Linked DNA regions of Zea mays: all the other regions are linked to region 3. The links are chromatin contacts, called in public Hi-C maps. All regions are on one chromosome and are shown on one strand. Each heading gives the region's core, a stretch centred on a gene start, on an enhancer-like site or on the middle of the called end of the contact. The rest is flanking DNA. Distances are from core to core; before and after follow the strand shown.

Evidence for each region. A called contact is a pair of places that touch in the nucleus more often than the background predicts.
Region 1: a contact with region 3 is called in a Hi-C map of tassel, with 2.1 times the contacts expected there. The contact joins the promoter of LOC103647319 here to the promoter of LOC100216708 in region 3. A contact is called at or near these places in 4 of 25 Hi-C or Micro-C datasets (ear, endosperm, leaf and 1 more).
Region 2: a Hi-C map of leaf shows a contact between it and region 3, with 7 times the contacts expected there. The contact joins the promoter of LOC100193599 here to the promoter of LOC100216708 in region 3. A contact is called at or near these places in 2 of 25 Hi-C or Micro-C datasets (ear and leaf).

What each region holds. Positions count from the first base shown.
Region 1 is chr2:175,252,834-175,255,648 of Zm-B73-REFERENCE-NAM-5.0, reverse strand. It overlaps LOC103647319 (metal transporter Nramp1), which reads right to left and starts at 1,394. Exons shown (of 13, transcript XM_008671862.4): 1 at 829-1,394. The coding sequence starts at 918.
Region 2 is chr2:174,886,089-174,888,980 of Zm-B73-REFERENCE-NAM-5.0, reverse strand. It overlaps LOC100193599 (vesicle-associated membrane protein 724), which reads right to left and starts at 1,343. Exons shown (of 5, transcript NM_001138702.2): 1 at 891-1,343; 2 at 301-442; 3 at 100-220. The coding sequence starts at 1,167.
Region 3 is chr2:175,080,172-175,083,021 of Zm-B73-REFERENCE-NAM-5.0, reverse strand. It overlaps LOC100216708, which reads left to right and starts at 1,471. Exons shown (of 8, transcript NM_001143113.1): 1 at 1,471-1,817; 2 at 1,927-1,967; 3 at 2,513-2,562. The coding sequence starts at 1,638.

The sequences.
Region 1 (2,815 bases), core at 145-2,644, 170 kb before region 3:
AGTGGGTGCATGCAAGAATTGACACGCCGTATTGGCTGAAAAACACAAATGGGTTGTGTCGAAGTCAAACACCATAAAGCACCAATAATGCTTTTGTATCATGGTGCATCCTCTGACTCTAGTATTTCACCTTACCAATTCTTAACTTTTTAGAAGTACTAAGCATAGTTGTAACAGGCTTGCAATTCATCATTCCAACTCTACCAGGCAAATATTAAGCACACTTAATCTGAGAAAAGTAAATACCATCACAAGGGCACGATGAGCACTAGTAGGCCATTGAAGTTATTGCACATGGATTTGTTTGAACCTACCTCTTACACAAGCATAGGAGGATACACATATGGTTTTATAATTATGGATGACTCCTCAACATTCACATGGGTATTCTATCCCAATGATAAAAGTGAAGTCTTAAACATCTTCAAATAATTTATCAAGAGAAGTGAAAGTGAGTTTGAGTTGAAAATTAAGAAAATGGGAAGTGACAATGGAAATGAGTTTACAGACTCACAAAGGTTTCTAGTACGCTTAGTTATTCTAGATGCTAAGGATGAAAGTTATCCAAGTAACACTTCAAGTGGTATACATGTTGGTGTTGCAAAGGTACATCCTTTAAACCTTAGCATCATACATGTTCATGTACCCTGCAATCGGAATTCTGCTACTATGTGCAATGGCCGTAGGCATTTCCACAAACATGCGGAGCGCACGTCCCAGTTTTGCTGAATGCTGGCCACGGAACTACGCAATGTGCGGATTGAAAAACAACCAGTGTTGCCGATACGAACGTATCGATGCACTGAAGCTGACGGACGCGTCGTTTACCTTCGGCGCAGCGGGGGCCTCGCTCCCTATCGGTCCGGTGAGCGCCCCGACGTCGACCACCACTGCCGCGGGCACCTGCGCGGCGTCCATGGATTGATCCACTCACGGCAGGGGCAGGGTCCCAGAAGAGGGCGATGATGGAGCAGCTAGCCTCGTACGATCGGAGCGTGGCCGGGGATCGGGGGGTGTGCAGCTAACTCTCCGACGCTGAGAGCAAGATCGATCTCAGGGACTCCGTGCTCCATCTCCCCTGGAGAATTCTCGAACTAAATAGCCAAGTTGCCGCGGCCGCGCCTGGCGGTGGCGGAACGTGTATAGAGCAGCGCGCCCCCCCGCCGTCGCGTGACGCCGAGGCGGGAGCGCGAGCCGCACGCGCTGTCGGGGCTGACGGGGACATGCGCGGTTGTCGCGGGAGTTCGCGCAGTTGGGGACGAGGGCTAACGTCACTCGGCATAGCGTGCCCTTCGTGCGTGCTCGGCTCGTAAAGGCGCATGTACCGATGTACGCACGCGGATCGTCGGCGTTTGCGCTCCGCCGATGGATGCTGCAGGGACTGCATGCGCCGCGAGGTGCGAGCAGCTGTCATGCTTGCATGTTTAACCGGCTCCACGGTGATGAATGTTCAAGTCAAGACCCTTTTTTTCGAATGTAGGGCATTTTTCCTATGAAATGAAAGTGCTTTTTATATATATTGTGCATGTTTTCTTAGTGTGTTTGGGTTATTTGGACTAAATTTTAGTCTCTATATTTTATTCTATTTTAATCCCTAAATTACTAAATATAGAAACGAAAATAAAGTTTTAGTTTCAGTATTTAGGGTCTGTTTGGTTGGGCTGTGGCTGTGAAAAAAGCTGCTGTGGGCTGTGAGCTATGAATAAAGCTACTGTGGCTGTGAACTGCTAAAACCTAAAAACCGTTTGGTGGAAACCATTAAAAGTCGCCAAAAATTCTTCCATATATATTTTCACAGTTCCACCTGAAAGCTGCTAAAAGCAGGTCCAGAGTTGCTTTCAATTTTGCACTACAAGAAAGTCGGCTTTTAGAAAAAGCTGCTTTTCAGATTCAGCCCTTTGGTTTGACTTTTGGCTTTTAGGAGGCAAAAGCCAAAGCCAAAAGTCAAACCAAACACACCCTTAATAATTTAGAGAGACTAAAAATTAGTCACTAGAAACCAAACACCACTTACAGTTCACCTGAAATTCCTATGTTTAGAGTAACCTTAAGGGCTAGTTTGGGAACTCCATTTTCTGAAGGAATCCTTATTTTTCCAAAGGAAAATGAACTAATTTCCCTAGAAAAATGGAAATCCTTTAGCAAAATGGGGTTCCCAAACTAAGAGCATCTCCAAGAGCTCTCTAGAAAATGACTTCTGAAAATCAGTTTAAGGGGCATCTAAAAAATTAGTGGGGTAGATTTTAATCATTTCTCCAACAGATCTCTTAAAACGACAGATTGTTTCTGAGAGCCTAAAACCCCCTCATTTGTAGCAAATGAGAGAGTTTTAAGGGTTATGAAAAAGTTAGGAGCGTTTTAGGAGAACTGTTGGAGACACGTTTTGTGTTTTTTCCAAAAAACTTAATTTAGGAGAGACTTCTAAAAAACTCTTGGAGATGCTCTAACACTAAGACTATATGCATTGTTTCCCTTCCTTCTCCCCTCCCCTTCGATAGTGGCTATAGGGCTGTAAAAAAATGTCGTGCGTCCGGCCTGCAAGTTGGTTGAAGCCCCTCACAAAACTGTAGAGTGGGGCCTATTATGACCGAAAAGGTGTAGGCCCAGGCCCAATCAACCGATCCCAATAAGAAATTAATTAAGTATTAGATAAGGCATATTGGAGTAAAAATAAGAGATCCGGTTATAAAACAGTCTTAGTAGAAGGAAGCCATCTCAATATAAATGACCTAGTTTGTACTAAAAAACTAAGGAAGAAGCAACTTATTTGTTGTTGACTTCCCTCGGGGAGCTGGGAGCCCTAGTCGCCACCCCT
Region 2 (2,892 bases), core at 94-2,593, 190 kb after region 3:
ACCCTGGCCCTGTTCTCTGTTGTTTCAGGTGCTCCTATACACATCAACCAATAATAACACAACAGCAAATGCTTTCGCACAAAATGAGCTGTGGCATACCTTTTCTATGTTGTTTAACATGATATTTTTAACTTCTGAAACTTGGGCCTGCACTTTTAACGTTTTATCTAGTTCCTGTGAATGATCAAGAACATACTGAATGTGCTGCTTTATAACTGGTCTGCATTGGTGAGAAGTTCAATTTTCAGAAGAAGAAAAAAAGAATAAAACATTCTATGCAACACTTATTAAAAGACATACCCATATTCTTTATTTAGACTTTTTGCAAGAGCTGTATCAGCTTTACCGCCACCATATCTCTTCATGAAGTCATCCTTTAACCTCTCAAGAAATGCCACTGAGACATTCTTTGGAACGGATTCCTTCGCAACTACACAATAGGCTACAAAATGTTCAAAGAGCAAAGGTATCACCATGAATATACATATTATCATCATCATGTGATCTATAACAGTTAAGTTGAAGGCTTGTAGCCAGATCCTCAAGATCCACAACAATGCATAATTCAGGACTGACATGGTAACACATGACAAAGGAGTTTAGGCTCTTGGCTGATAACCAACATTGCTGTTGAGCTGTTATCCATTTAGTCTGGTATGTCTGTTGCCATAAAGATTAGTGATGCCTTTATGGGGGTGATCTTGCAAATCAAATTACGAAGGATTCCGAGGTCGGTTACCTACAGCAATCAAGATTGGAGCTTTGCCACTGTCTTTTTTAACACAATTAGAATCCTTGGTTCCCCAATAGCGCTACCTACTTCTACCAGAGCATTACTGATACAAAAGCAGTAGACTTAAAAGGCATTGATTGATCGCTTCGTATCTCACCGTAGCCTCGGTGCAGGAGGAAGTTGAATGTGTGCCCGTCGCATGCATAGCTGAACCGTACCGGCGCGCCGCCGCGGCCGTCAGGCCCGGTGCTGGCGGAGGACGACCCGGCGGGTAGACGCTGCAGGCACTGTGCGGCGATGGCGGGGAAGTTGCCGGTGAATTCCGTGTACTCCGCCAGCACCGCGATGCCGCGCGCGACAAAGGCGTAGATCAGCCACTCCGCCTTGCCGCCATCCTCCCCCGAATCCCTACATCCCGGCGCCGGTGACACCATCGGATCAAGATAGGACCGCTAGCTGTCGCAGGCGGATCTCGGATTCTTGGTAAGATCGGGATGGACCGAAGGGAAGGTGTGTGTGGGGGGCGATTTCGTGGTTTCTTGGCGCCGGGGGAGAGTATCAGCTATCCACAGCTCGTGAGTGTGCAGTGCCGGAGTAGAGTAGGAATGCGTGCTGTTGCCAGCGACCGGCCAGCTTTTCTGGTCGCTCTTTTGCACTCTCGTGCTCAAGACAGTGATTGAGGTTATAGAAAATCTGTTCAATGTCATCCAAATTTATATCAATCCCTTCAATGCTATTAAAATTTATAGCTTTCCTTCAATGTCATCAAATTTAAATTTTAATCTTTTGAATGTCATTTCCGTTAGTTCAATTTAAAGTCAATCTCTCCAATGCCACTAAAATCTATACTGGTCCCTTCAATGCCACTAGAAATTGTTTCGACCTATTTGGGGTTTAAAAATTTCAGAATCAAGAAATATGGATCAGATTTTTAAAATTCCACGATTTTTAAAAACTTCAGCCCATACTTAAGTTTTTTAAAAACGAACTGATATAGCAAAGTAATTTTGGGGGTTTATAAAAAAGTATGTACTTAAGTTTTTAAAAATCGTGAAATTTTAAAATTTTGATCCATATTTTTTGATTTTGGAATTTTTAAACCCCAAATATATCGAACCAATTTCTAGTGGCATTGGATGGATCAATATAGATTTTAATGGCATTGGAGAGACTGACTTTAAATTGAACTAACGGCGTTAACTCCAAACTAACGGTAATGGCATTCAAGGGATTAAAATTTAAATTTGATGGCATTGAAGGGAAGCTATAAATTCTGATGGTGTTGAAGGGATTGGTATAAGTTTGGATGGCATTGAAGGGATTGGTATAAGTTTGGATGGCATTGAAGGGATTTTCTCTTCTTATTACCTATTCTTGTAAGGAGCTCATGTTCTTCTCATTCACATATAGCTAGGCACAACACATGCATGGAGAGGGAAATAAACAATGTGATTGGGACTTCCATCAAGAATGAGGCATGTGATGGGTGACTAAAGGATGGGTGACTAGATATTGACATGTGATATTGTGATGGGTGACTAAACGATGGACATGCAATGTCGGCATGACATACAAGAGTGAGGCATCAGGTGAGGGTGTGTGCAATGGCAAGGGTCAAAGGGTGAGAAGAGTGAGTTTGGACAGAGAGAGAGAGAGGTGTCATGGGGGCTATCGTGTGAAGCTAGCACATTGATTATGAATGCATGTAGGATGAGCAAGATTGGGGAGGGTTTGGGACGAGTGAGCTGATCCACTTGTAAGGGAAGGAGAAACAAGGTTGGTGGGGTGTGGGTTTTGTTGGGTGTGTCTATCAGTATATGGGAAAGTGAGGTGAAGAATAATCGATTCTAGAGTGTCATTCCTCTTTCGTAAGATAGCTGGAACATGTAATTCTTTTTTCTTGACTGTTAGTAAATACTTTTCTTTTGATATAATTTAATCTAGTAGGGGGTCCTCCCTCCTGTTCACATCAAAAGGTTTTTAACAAATAGCTAAGATTATTTTAGGCTTTCCAAGACTATTATTCAGATATATGCCAGAGAGGTATGGGGCTCATCCCCCTTCTGTTTATTCAGATATATGCAGAGAGGTATGGGGCTCATCCCCCTTCTGTTCACATAAAAAGAGTTTTAACCAGTAGCTAAGATCATATTAGGCTT
Region 3 (2,850 bases), core at 222-2,721:
TGTATTATATCCACATGCACTGTTTCATTTTGTACTGTTTCTAAATCTTGAAAAGAGCTTGCTATAATAGAAAAAAAGAAAGATATATCAGCTAAGTGTACGCACAATTGCAGCGAGACGATTCACAAACTTGCACGGTTTCACCAGCATCAGCAGGAGGAGCTACTGCCCCGGCATGAACAAACCTGGCGAGAATTTGATAAAAAAAACACATAAATGTGGCTGTGAAAACCTTAGCATCAGTTTGCTTAGTAAAGGTCCACACTCACATTTAGTGGCATTCTAAATTCTATATAAATAATGTTGCCACACTTAATTCAACATTTTGTTCCTTAAATATTACTTTAGTTTCTACTTGTTCAATCCTTTTTTTGTGCTGGCAGGTCTTCAAACTGGACAATAAGGAGATGCTGGAACTTGTAGCAGAGTTACCGAAAGGGTTGGCGCCACACTTTCACCAGCAGCTAGGAAGCAAATACATGGTCAAGAAGTGGCATTGATAACTCTGGATGGTTTGGAGCCTAAAAGATGGAGTCTATATTGTGAAGCTGGTTCTGCAATCTGCCGTCGGAGTTTAAGAGTTGTTATCCGACCTCTTGTGTTGTTGTCTATGTTTGTAGTAGCCAAAGTGAAGGGGAGCTTTTGTTCAAGTTTGTTTGCTGTTGTCTATGTTTACCGAAAGAGGTCCACACGAATCCCCGCGGAAGCCCACACATCCACAGGAACATAAAAAATACGTTTATAAAAAACCATATTTCCTCATTATGTGAAGCGTTGTTTTATAAAACATACTCCCCTGTCCTAAAATATAAGCCATTTTAAGATTCTTGGAAAGTCAATATTTTAAGTTTAACTAAATTTATACAATGAAGTAATAATATTTAAGAATTCAAATATATACCATTAGATTCTCTATTAAATATATTTTAATACTATATCTATTCTGTGTCATAAATCTTTATGATTTTTGTTATTTTTTATCAAAATTTTTAAACTTTGACTATTCAAGAATCTTGGTGACTTATATTTTGGAAAGGAGAGAATATTTAATAATAAGAATGTAAAAAAATATTTTGCAATCTACATATGACTCAAATATTTTGTCAAATAAATACGTTTTTGAAAATTTCTATTAATATGGTACGAAAAATATAATGAATAAGATATAAAAGATGAAATTTAGAGAACAATATTAAAGATGATGAAGATATAAAGAATGAGATTTTTTAAGTATATTGTAATAAACTGAGAATATTATTTAGGGTTGAAATTTAGAAGATGTCGTCAGAATCTTAAATATGCAATTTTTTAGTTTGTGAACCTGGTGATAATCATGCAATTGTTTTACCCTTTTAATCTCAAGCTCGGGCACGTGAGCGTGCCACGTGCGTGCCGCCAACATTCCACCCCGGACTGGCCATCCCTTTTCCCGCAACTGAAAAGAAAATGCAACAGAAAAAATGACACGATCGCAGGAGAAACCAAAGAAAAGTTCCTTTTTCTTTATTTTCTTCGTCCTCTTGTTCTCGACTCGCTGCCCACTGCGTCACCCGAATCCCTTCGATCCAATCTCCAAACCCTAGGCAGCCCGCCATCAGATTGTTAGGTCCTCCTTCCTTAAACCGCGGCGGCCGGCCATGTCCCACGGCGGCGGCGGCGGGAGGGCGAAAGTGACGCCGAACCTGGCGGTGGACGGCGAGGGCACGCGGACGCTCAATCTCACCGTGCTGCAGCGCCTCGACCACGCCGTTGAGGACATCCTCATCACCGCGGCTCACGTCACGCTCTACGACTTCGACACCGACATCAACCAGTGGGTGCGTTCCCCTGCGCGCCTGTCTGATTCACCCTGACCCTGTGATTCCTGTGTGAACAATTTGGCTGGTTGGACCTTATTTGTGTGCTCGTGTTGCATGTTTTATGCAGAGCCGGAAGGACGTGGAGGGGTCGCTCTTTGTCGTCAAGAGGTTCGTCTCGTCTGTTTCTGATGAGTTTGCATAAAAATAGAAAAAAATACAGTTTGCATCATAAACATATTGGTTGTTTGACATAGTAGACTTAATGCAGAATCTGATTAATTTACTGGCAAAAATATGTTCAGAGCAGGGCTTTTGTTCTTTGTTGGTTTAAACCAACTGTAGTGATTTGTTTAGTTCTGCTCTGCAGCCTTTTGAGAGATACATACCTGGATTTGTATATTTGTCAATTTCAGAGTTCAATGTATTACCTTGTCAGGTAGCTTTAAGATTTCTGAAATTGCCAAAAATGATTGGAAGCTCAGACATGTAGAATTCACTTTCTACAAGTGAAACAATTGCACATCCATGCATTGATCTATTGACATGTGCCAATATTTCTATTTGTTTGTCTTCCAGTTCTAGATATCTCTCTTATTCTGAAGGTACCTGAAATGTTGTGGACCTGAAGAGCGACGAAATTTTAGCAGTTCATGTTTTCTGGTCATGTTGATGCCATTCACTTTCTTCCAACAAATAGTTTATATTTATTGCAGGAATGCTCAACCCAGATTCCAGTTCATTGTCATGAATCGCAGGAATACAGGTATTTTATCATGTATTTTTTGGTACTGTTTAATCTGCAATACAGGTATTTTATCATGTATTTTTTGGTATTGTATAATAAGGAATTACAGGTATTGTATTTTATCATTACTGATTATGTGCATCCTTTGGAAAAATTTCACATGAGAATAACTCAGTCATGTGGCATACATGATGATCAGTGTCAACATGGCAGTCTGAAACTTCAATTAACATCTTTGTGAACTCTATTTTCTGTGAATAACGGTTATCTTTGCTAACATATCTTTGTTCATGCCCATCAGAAAGT